Regions from separate parts of the Mus musculus genome. Here region 2 is linked to region 1. Evidence: chromatin contacts called from public Micro-C data. All regions are on one chromosome and are shown on one strand. The core of a region is the stretch at or near the end of the contact, and the rest is flanking DNA. Distances in the headings are between cores, read along the strand shown. Region 1 holds the start of St7 (suppression of tumorigenicity 7). Region 2 holds the start of Wnt2 (wingless-type MMTV integration site family, member 2).

What was found. Hi-C and Micro-C count contacts between places; a contact is called where the count stands out from the background.
Region 2: a Micro-C map of embryonic stem cells shows a contact between it and region 1, with 3 times the contacts expected there. The contact joins the promoter of Wnt2 here to the promoter of St7 in region 1. A contact is called at or near these places in 5 of 39 promoter capture datasets (the 3T3-L1 cell line, cranial neural crest, hippocampal neurons and 2 more), 2 of 484 Hi-C or Micro-C datasets (embryonic stem cells and myocytes) and 1 of 115 datasets of contacts at active chromatin or transcription factors (embryonic stem cells).

Annotation. Positions count from the first base shown.
Region 1 is chr6:17,691,421-17,697,263 of GRCm38.p6, forward strand. St7 (suppression of tumorigenicity 7) reads left to right here and starts at 2,574. Exons shown (of 16, transcript NM_001289624.1): 1 at 2,574-2,942. The coding sequence starts at 2,792.
Region 2 is chr6:18,027,762-18,033,093 of GRCm38.p6, forward strand. Wnt2 (wingless-type MMTV integration site family, member 2) reads right to left here and starts at 2,684. Exons shown (of 5, transcript NM_023653.5): 1 at 2,444-2,684; 2 at 163-389. The coding sequence starts at 2,526.

The DNA.
Region 1 (5,843 bases), core at 1,324-3,823:
TGTATGTGCTAGGAGGTGAGGGAAACTAAAATTAACCACAAGTTGCTTCACACTAACGGCCCTACTTTACTGGCAGAGAAAAGCGTGGCGTGTGCAGGTCATGCATAGCACTATTGGTATATATTTCATTCAGTCTATACCAGGTCCCTTTGGAATAGGAACAAAGGAATCCACAGTACAGATGAATAAACTGTGTAGCTCAAGGGCCATTAGCAACTTTCAAGAAGCATCCCACTAGTGATTGGCAAAATCATGAATAAAGCCCTATACCTAGTAGGCCTATGCTGTAATGGCCCACTACTAGCCTCCTGGTGCTGCATCTTTCAGAAAAGGATGAGTGGTGTGATGGTCTGATGGAATTGGTGTGTCAAAAGAGGTCGTACATCAATGGAATCTCTGAAAAATCTGCTAATAGGAACATGTTGCCTGGCTGGGAAGGGCAGCCAGAGAAATATATGACAGGTAGTATGGAGCAGGAGGACAAAAGTGCCCGGCAAAATACTATATGCCATCTACATATCATTTTTAGATAGATGATGATGAGGTGGTGGTAGTAAAATTGGTGGTAGGAACCCACAACATAGTTCCCTCTAGGTAACAATCAGGCTGTAACTAGAGGCCATTGCTGGGAGAAACACAGAGGTGATCTGAATCTTGATGTCTTAAGGCCCAGTATAGAATGGAGAAGAGAAAGGAGAGGAAGGAGGGGTTGGTTGACTGGGGAATTGGCTTATGAAGAATATAGTATGAGAAGTTCCATGAAAGTCTTGGAGAACCAGAGAGTAGGTAGCGCCGCTCAGGCTAATTTCAAAGAATGACCCATGGTAGGGAAGGGGAGCTTAGATTACAACCTACAGTTGGAGTCTGGAGGCCTGAAGGTGGCACTGGTCCAAGTCCTGGAGTCTAAAGCCTGGAGTTCTCATGGCCAATGTCAACAGAAGAAGAGGTCAAAATGCCTCTTCTGTGGTAGAAGGAGAGTACATTCTCTCTAGTTCTATGGTCTCCAGGTTCTTGAATGGTACTCACACACACTGAAGGTGAACATTCCCCATCAAATGTGCTCACACTCACTTCTCAGTCTCTTCTGGAAAGACCCTCGCAGGCAATCCCCAAACCACTCCTTAGTGCAATTGAGTTTGCCACCTGGAACTGTCACAAACAGGCCCCACATCTACAAATTAACTCAGCCTGTTTTACTATGGAAGAAACTACAAGTCCTTGTAGGAGCAGAAAGGTGTAACACCTCTCCACACCCACTGTAAGGGCCGCAGCCAACACTCCCATATATCAGGATGCAAAAGAAAAAGCATGATAAATGAAGCCTGAAAGAATTTGAGAAACCTCTTTTCGTTCAGGTAATAACGTGAAGGTGACAGGCTGAGGGGAAAGGTCTCGCAAAGCCGGCATGTCCACATTCTTGGCCTCTCCCTAACATTCTTTCTTCTGGAGGTTTTTGAGGTAGAGTGTCCTGGAATGAGGGGCTTCAAAGGAGGAGGGGGAAGGGAGAAAAGATCGAGCTTTCCATGTTTTATAGTTTAGTCTGAGGGAGATGCATTCTGATTTCTACAATGCACCTTGAAGTAGGGGAATTTTGGTTTCCGGGAACTGGCTTTGCTTTGGGGGACACACAAGGTATGAAAAAAGGACAGGAGCTCAGAGACACCTTGCTTCTGAGGCCTTTCCAATTCCCTTCCATTCAAGGCAGCCAGCACGCCAGCACAAGGTGTCCCATTTTGAGGTAATGCATTCTGAGCTTAATCATGAGCAATATAAAAATTATAATAAGGTAAGCTGTTCAGTGATGAATTTTAATGTCTTGGTTATAGTTGGGAAAGTCTGCGTTTGCTTCATTTAACATTGAATACATTAAAAGTCAAGAAACAGACTCGGAGCTAGCACCTAAAGCCTTGTGTAAAATATACTATTTTATTTAACCGTGGGAAAATGTTCATAATGTGGTTTTATTTTTATTCATTTTTCATTAGGTTCTGATGAAGTACGCCAAAGTTAAACTAGGGAATTGCTTATATGTTAAAAACAAAAACAAAACGAGTAAAGACTTGTTTGAATGGCGATCACTTGGAAAATAGGAAGAAAAAGAAATACGTATGTTGTCAGTTTCTCTGGAAAACCCTTCACCGTGCTGTTTGGGAAAAACAAAACAAATAGCAGAAGCTAGTACAAAGGGAACCAAAATTTCTCTTCAGGCCTAATGAGCAGGAGTGCATCTCTTCTAGCTCGTCTGGATTTCATTGATACCTTTAAGCCCCAGTCCTGGGAGACACAGCTTTAAGACTCCTGGAAACCTTGTTTACGTCCTGGAAATCTTGATTGCAACCGAATTCTGACTCCACTTTAAGGTAGACCTAGGAACGCTTTGGGCCTCAGTTTCCCTCCGTCTATCACCCCAGGACCTGGCAACTGTTGCAGGCTCCCCCCCCAGACATTACAAAGTGTGTGGAGCACGCCCGGCTCTCGGAAGCGCTCTACACCCGCGAGCTGTTACGTCAGTGGGTCCCTCGGCGGCGCCCGGGCTGTCCTCCTAAAATACTAGTACAAGAAGTATAAATGGCCCGGGAGAGTGCAGGGACCGGGCCCACGTGACCGCTCCACGAAGGCCACCGGCGGGGGCTCGGAGCGCAGGCCGCGCGCTTTCCCGCCGCATCCGGGCGCCGGGCGAGCTCCGGGGACGCCGGGCCCTGGCGGCGGCGGCGGCTCGAGCCGTGCCTCGGGCGGGTGAATCATCCCGGCCGACAGCGAGCGCCGCGGCGGCCCGTAGCAGCGCCGGAAGATGGCCGAGGCGGGCGCGGGCTTCCTGGAGCAGCTCAAGTCCTGCATCGTGTGGTCGTGGACCTATCTGTGGACCGTGTGGTTCTTCCTCGTGCTCTTCCTGGTCTACATCCTGAGGGTGCCCCTGAGGATCAACGACAACCTGAGCACAGGTCAGGCCCGGCCCGGCCCGGCCCGGCTCCGCTCGGCCGCCCCTCCCCCGCCCCGGGAAAGTTAGTGCAAAGTCGCGCGGCGGGGTCGCGGCCGGCGGGGACGCGCGCTCCGGGACGCGCCGCCTCAGGTGGCCGCCGCAGCCCCGCGGCCTTCGCGAGTCCCACCCCCACCCCCGCGCGCGGAGTGTCCCCTTCCGTCCCCGCGGGTCCCCGCCGAGCCCCGGGAGCTCGCGAGTCTCGCCGGCGCTCGAGCGTCCGAACCGCGCCGAGGAGGCATGTCCTGCTCCCGGCTGCGCCGCCAGGGCCCACGCATGGCTCGGGCCGAGGGCGCGCGCGAGTGGAGAGAGAGCCTTGTCCCGGAGGGTGTCGCTGTGGTGTGGACGGGGAGGGCATGTCCGTAGGTCCCTCTAGGAGCGTGGATGACGTGTCAGGTCACCCAACGGAATGTCGAGGGGACACGCGGACCGCGCGCGGGGAATCTGGAATGTCTGACGTCCCCAGCTGAAGTTGTCCTGTTCTCGGCTGAGCCCTCTCTAAAGCGCGCGGGGCTAAACAAGTGTGCATGTATGTGGTGACTGTGGTCCTGATAAACTTGCAGCAGGCCACCCCAGATGTTAAAAACCAAGGAGGGCAAACTTAGGCTAAGGACACCCCAGAGACAATTCAGAAACAAAATGCACGTTGAAGGAAGGCTTACAGCCCTTTGAGTCTGCAAATTTTATTGCACACTACGCTGGGAAGTCTTTACAGTTCTGACTTATTTACAGACATAGATACACATTCACATATATCTGTCTTCTGTTATTTTAATTTGCATTGTCTACAATACCAAGGTTGGAAATGAATTTCCCATGACCATAACTGGAAATGGAGGACCAGTGGGAAGTGGACCCTTTTAGATGCTTGCCACAATGTACTCATTTTGTTTAACATTATAAACCTCCTTTAATGTGAACCTGTTGCTGACTATGTTTGTTTCATAGTATCCTTTGGATGGTCTTTTTGGGAGGCAGACAGAATTCTGCACATAGAATCAGCTCATCCTAATGTAGAGGATGCTAAGCTGTTTGGCTCTGATTATTCCGAAGATCCCACCTTTTTTTTTTTTTTAATCTGTTAGCGTGACTGCTTGTCACATTGTAATATTGTGTTCCTTGCCTTAGGACAGACATTCTCAACCTGTGGGTCATGACCCATTTGGAGCTTGCATATCAGATATCCTTGCATGTCAGATATATACATTATGAGTAGCAAAATCACAATTACAAAGTAGCGAGAAAAAAGAAAATAGTTTTATGGTTGGTGGGTCACCTCAACGTAAATTTAGAAGGTTTAGAACAACTGCTTTAGGGTAAGGCTTTTTCCTTGTGACTTTGGTGACTAGAGAATAGATTCTAGTCTCAAAGACCCGTCCTTTAAACAAATTTGAATCTTTATTATCTATTTATAGGAAGGTACTTCCAAATTTTTTTCCTTCCAGAAAATTTGTTGTAGAATTTTTAAAATCTTGAATTTTGCATAATATAGTTATATTTATTTCAGAACACGTCTCTATTTCTCATTTCCTTAAAGTAGGTTAAATAGTCATCCAAACAGAATTATATGCAAGGCACAGAGGCCACACGCTAACACTTTAGACAGGACAGACAGGAAGGATTAAGAAGAGAGATGATTTTTTAGGAAGAGAGTTGGGATCTCCCCCAGCCCCAAGCAACACTAGACTTGGCATTTCTCACAGATAGTTTGCACAGGGACCTTTCTAATTGAGATTTTCAGCATTGGATGGGCCAGGCTGTGGCTCGTTCCTTCCTAGGCATCAGGTAGAGGCCCTTTTCTCTGTGGTGCGGGGCCTCAGTTTGTCCTGGAGAGTTTTGTGCATATTCTTGTCATAAAGGGGGATGAAAAGAGAAGCGCGTGGAGGGTTTTCATCTTTCTGCTATTTCTGTGAGAATGTAGTAGATGAGGAAGGGCTTTAGCACTGCTCTTGATATATCCAAGGATGGCGGTGAGCCACCGCAGCCGGGATTAGGTTTTTCAAAAGGCAGTGTGAGACATTGGATGGCATTTTTCTTCCCTTTTAAGAAAAAAGTGAGAAGTTCTTGTAGGAAGACGGCCAGAGACTCCTGTCAACGTATTTCCCTCCTTTTCTTGCCAAATTCTCTTTCCCATGGAAACAACTTTCTATAATGAAAGAACTTGCTGGCTGGCTTGCACAGCTCCAAGTAACTGCCCTCCAGTGGTCAAGCCAGTCTTTGCAGGGAACTCTCTAAATGGGGTCCAGTCCAACCCAACTAACTCTCTCTCTCTCTCTCTCTCTCCCTCCCTCTCCTTCCTCTCCCCTCCTCTTCTCTCCTCTCCCTTACCTACCCTTTCTTTCCCTTTTCGTTGTTTCTGAGATTGGATTTCTTGCTGCCATCTGTCCTAAAACCTACAGAGATAGATCTATCTGCCTCTGCCTCCCAAGTGCTGTGATTAAAGGTGTGCACCACTGTACCTAATTCAACTAATTTTGTTGCTCTTTAACTCTGTGGTGCTCTCTCCTCCTGTGATAAGGCAGAGATGCCATTGGGTTGAGAGCTGCTTTTTAGAGTTGCTGAGGCTGTCGCAGTCCTCCATGCCACTGAAGTAAGGCAGAGGTATGTGGTAACTAGGAGCCATGAAGTCCACAGCTCAAGCCCTGCTGTGCACTATGGGAGTGGACTCTGATTTGCATGCTGTGCACTGTGTTTTGGCTATGTGGCGTGCTCCCCTCGATACTTTTTAAAAAGTAGTTGGTTGTCTTATCTAATACTTCCCAACCGCAGATCCCCCTGCCACCACTCCTCCCTGCTTCTCCCCACCCATGCTCTCCTGGATCCACTCACCTGCTCTCTTCCAGCAGAAGAAAAACAGGTTTCCAAG
Region 2 (5,332 bases), core at 1,434-3,933, 340 kb after region 1:
ACACACGGGCACCAATCAGAGTGCAAATAGTACAGGCTAGTCCCTGCCCTTGTGGAATTTACATTCTATGGAAAATACTGAACAGAGTGCCATTAAGAATGAGCGGGGAGGGGGGGGGGCTTTGAGTACAGGTGCAGGGAGGGCCAGGAGAAGGAGACTCACTTCGGAGGAGGACCCGGCCAAAGAGGCTGTGATCTCTGTCCAGGGTGTTGCAGTTCCAGCGATGCTGGCGGAACTGGTGTTGGCACTCTGCAGTCCACTCAGCCACACCCAGGCCAATGGCACGCATCACATCTGGGTGTCGGTGGCACAGCTGACGCTGCCGGCTCACCAGGCCTGGCACATTGTCACACATCACCCTGGAGGAGCCACCTGTAGCTCTCATGTACCTGGAAGAGACCAACAGGAAGGCAAAGTTGATGTTAACAGACAGGCCAGACGTGATGCTCCCTGGGAGACTAGCCCTGCAGCACTATTTGAGGATGAATTGCTTATTCCCTGGTAACATTAAAAGGCAGGGGTTATTTGATTGTCATTCAGTGAAGAAACAGGCAAGGGGAGCACGGCCAATGACGGGGTCAAAGCTACCCTCCAATACAGTGGATGATTATCTCCCAGAGCTGGGGCCACCAAATGAAGCCTTGGACAGGGAGGCAGAGGCAGTAGCATTGTGAAGATGGGGGCTTGAAGGGGGTGGGGCAACACATCTCTCTGTGTTAGGGAGAACACAGAGAGAATTTCAAAGACGTTGCCATATGTCTGTCTTTGGCTTTGGGGGAAGCTGATCTTTAGAAGTTCCTCACTCCCATTTGTTGATCCTAAATGTCTTCAAAACCTGCCAGCATGTATCCTCTTAGCACCTGCTGGGATCTAATGCTACAGTCTTCTTACAAACATAATATCTTTTCCATATTAAAAAAAAAATCCTCAAAATGGTTTCCTTTTCTGGCTCTTTTTTTTTTGGCATTTATAGAAACTTTTGGGGAGAAAATATCTTTTCTATTGTTATCACCAGCACTAAATATTTGAAAAAAAATCAGCATTATAGCTCCATAAAGTATTTTTTGAAAAGAAACTTTAACAAAAAAAATCACATTATCATCTCTAGGCAGATGTTCTCCATTCGTGGTGAGAGGTTTAGAAAGGCACCTTTTATACAACCCAAGTTGCCATAGGTATCTTTTGAAAGTGGCCAAATAAGGAATATATCTTTTTTTTGCATTCCCATTATTTTATATAATCATAAAATCATTGCAGCTGTGACTCAAAAAAATATATTTAAGTGACAGCTGAGAGACAGTGTGACAAAATGCCCAGCGGTAAATAATGTTTATACACACATGGAAACAGAAATAATCATTTTATTGAAAAAAATGATCAGTCTGATAAATCAGTCTTTGATCCTGTGTCAGCAAGGTGAAGCCTAAAGGCCTTCATGTTCAAAGATCTTAGAAAGGAGCTGACCCCCCACCCCCTCTTACCATCAGTGCTTCCCTGTTCCTCTCAGGCATTCTGGAATCTAAATAGTCCATTGATTTTGTCCTGTACTGTATTTGGTTAAGATCCTTACCGTTGTCAAACACAAAAGCACGCGCGCGCGAGCGTGTGTGTATGTGTGTGTGTGTGTGTGGCCAATCTTTCTGAATTGTTATCAGAATACTTTAATATCTGATCTGGAACTTTATGTACAAGAAAGTTTCAGAGCTCAGAACTCCATCTCTTTTCCAGGTCAGAAAGTTGAGAGATGGAGGCGATTTCTAGATTGGCAGAGTGTACGCATAGTAAATCACATATCCGCCTATTGAGACAGCAGCAGTTACACTTTAGGGAGACAGTTTTGAGCAGGGTAGCATAATGGGCACCTCAGTCCCAGTAGTTTTGCATCTAGGCAATAGTCTCTACCTGGAGGCTGCTTCACTAGGGTGAAGCACGAGGAATGCGGAAGGCCAGGAAAGAATACAAAATCACAGGCTTAAGGTTCTACAACTCCAACAGCCTGGACTGAGCTCTCTTGAGGCAGTTTTTGAAGTCGTGGGTGTGGGGGGAGGCAGTTGTAGTTTTCAAGGTGAATTCACACACACACACACACACACACACACACACACACACACACACACTGCTAGAAGTTACAGCTCAGGCTAGCACATTTCTCAGTGGAATAAGGTATTGGCTGCTTTTGCTGTCACTCAGCTGGCTCCAAACAAGCGAACATTAAATCCCTCATTTGTGGGGCATGTGAATTGTTTTGGAGTTGTCAAAGCTAAAATGGGTTTTTGAGAAAAGCAAAGGGGTTCAGCTTAGGATGCTGTGCTAAGACATGGTTGTTTCAGAATCCACAACTGCCGGGACTGGGAATCAGCCAGGGAGGGTCTCTACGACCAGTAGGGTCCCCACTCCCATCTCCAAAAATCCATCAGCACCGCGCCCATATGCGGGGACTTACCACCATGAAGAGCTGACCTCAGGGGTGAGCCAGGTCAAGAGCAGAGGGAGCCAGAGCCAGATTCCACCGAGAGGGACGTTCATATTAACCCCCTTGCGTCTACATCAGGTCAGACTCCGTGTGCGGGCGCCATGCGTGCCCGGAGCAGAAGCGCTCAGCTCCGGGAGCGCCTCGTCACGGCTGCCGGCGCCTCTGCGCCCCCGCCCCCCCGCCGCTCGCGTCTGCGGCTAGTGGTGAGACTCACTGATAAAGTTTCAAAAGACGAGCCCAGCGAGCGATAAAGGGCAGCCCGGGGCCGCCTCGCCCACAGCCAATTCCCCAAGCACTGCGAGCGCAGGCAGCCCCGAGCTCTGCTTGCCTCCCGCGCACCCTGTCCTTTCCGTTCCCCTCCAGGCGCAGCTAAAGAAGGGGGCGCCTACGCCGGGCGGGGGCGTAGGGGGCACTGGGTTTTATTGAGGAGTGGAAGAAACGATGGCAAGAGCTATCTCCGGGTGAGGAGGGGCAGAGGAGGTGAACAAACCTCGGAGTGGCCCGGAGCAACATAGAGGCAAAAGCACCTTTTGGGAAGTTCCTAGCCAATGATACACAGTATGTTAGGGCCACCACCAGAACCTAGGCTCCACTTTGTCAAGGCTAAGAGTTTCTGCTAAACTGAGGTTCGAGCAAGATCGTGTGTAAGGGATGGGAGGGGTGAGGAGATAATTGCCCATAGGATAAAAGAAAACAAAAATGATTTCCAACTCATTGCTTTGAGCACTGGGAGATAGATACTCATGGGAATTGGGACCTGCCATGTCTGACCACCCAGTGTCTGACCAGGTTGAGAAGGAAAGCCTAGGCCCCGAAAATGAAGACCTATGGCCCCGATCCTGTGTGCCATACATGAAGGGAGTAGGGGAGAGGGGCTGGGACCCAGGAGATCTCAAGCAACAGTTTCAGTCTAAGCGCCCTTGGGAAGATGTGGCTTTTACGCACACACAGCTCCTCCTTATGCTGTTGAGGGAGTGCAATAGATGACAGAGGGGCTCCTAGGCAGCCAGGTATCTATCTGCTCCCTGGCTTGGACTGCATCTCTCCAGGCAGGGTGTCCAACCTGTGCGTCTGGCTGAAGTACAGTGAAAATACAGTGACGCGGGACCTCGGACCTGGGTCCCTACAGAGTAGAGATGGGGCTTGGGCCCAAGGGTGGAGCATCTTGAACAGCAACTGGCTTGAAGCCTTGTGGTTTATCACCGGAAAGGACAGACCAGGAACTTACAGCGACCTTGAACTGTTCCATTGCTCTTTTCCTGGGGCGGGGGCCCCACCGCCACCACCACTACCCAGGAGCGTGCCCGGGGGAATGGGGAGTATGAAGGGGTTGTATGGTCATTGTATATCGAGCAGGCACGCGGATAGGAAGGATAACGGTACTCCCCACCCCATCCGCATCTTCCACCTCTTGGGCCAGGATTCGCCAGAACGTCAGCTATGGCCCAGCACCGAGCAAGCAAGCGGTGAGAGGCTGGACGAGGCACAGCCCACAGATGCCAAAAACCTGAAAGATGCTGTCATCGCCACCCCCTTCCCCCTCTCTGTCCATGGCAGGTCCGGCCCCTCCCAGGCTGACCCAGATACATCCCCTTTTGGGTCCGGAAAGGGAGGAGAGGGAAACAAGCACCGCGCCACCCACGACTCGGGAAGAGCAGGGCTCCGCGCCAGAGCTGCTCCATATCACTGGGCTGCGACCCAGGGGAAGTTCTGCTTCGTCTTCGCTGGGCGAGGGAGGGGGTGAGCTAGGCTCTGAGAAGGAGCGCGCGCTGACTGGGGAGGGCCGGGATCGCTCCCAACAGCATTACCTCCTGCACCTCAATTTATGGTCACCAGCTTCTTCCCGAAGGAAGCAGAGGAAAGAGCTAAAATTTATCTTCACCCGCTGCCGCCATTCTAAGTTTGTTGAAGTCCTGAAGTTTCACTTCTAGCAGTAACTGAAACCAGGCACTAGATGCGATTTTAGGGGAAGGTAGACAGGTTACAGGCTTCAACCGTGGACAATGAAAACTTTGAAACTCCAGCTCACAAGTCCCACCCGTTCCAGCACGTCCTGTCCTCACAGCTCAAGGGCTGTTAGAAACACATAGAGTGTGACCATAGTTTAGGATCCCTTCCTCTCCGCCCAGGGAATTATATGGCCAGGAGACCTGCCCTTCCGTGGATGGTGAGGCCAATGGAATGACCTAAACCTGAAACAGGCCTCCTAGAAAAGGGATGGACCATTCTTAGAGCCAATTAAATCCTCCCCAAAGAGCTTCACGAGGAAGCGCCACATGCCTTGCTGAGTACAGATCAGTTTTGGTCAAAGGCAAAAGGCTAAAAAAGTTCAAGAAAGGCTAAACCCAGATGTGCAAAAAGGCCCACCCAAACACCCCTTCTGACCTGTCTGGAGGCAGTCTGAACCAGATGACTGGTCTCTTCCAGATCTGTGATTCCACTTCTCTCCCTACTCCACCCCTAGCCACTGATGACCCATTACATAGTCCCATACAGCATCTCTTCCCACTGAGAGGCTCCCGCCTCGGGTCTCTTAAGCATCTAGTCGCTTAAATGCCCTTGGACAGGTAGTTGGAAAATGTTCACGGCAAGCAGGAGGAAAGGCGAGCCTTTCTTTTGTCATCAGCTATGACCATAGCAAAGACGAGTTGACAAATAAATGGCAGGGTACTTTTCATACGTCACTCCGCTTACAGCAGAGGGTGAGGGAAGAAAAGGCAGATTCAGAGTGCTTTATGTCTATCAATTCAATGTTTGAGTTTCGTATTTCTTTAATAAGAAATTTCAGAATTGACCATAAAATTTACTACAATATACAGAATCCACCCCCCCCCCCACTTAAAAAATGATTAATGTTAG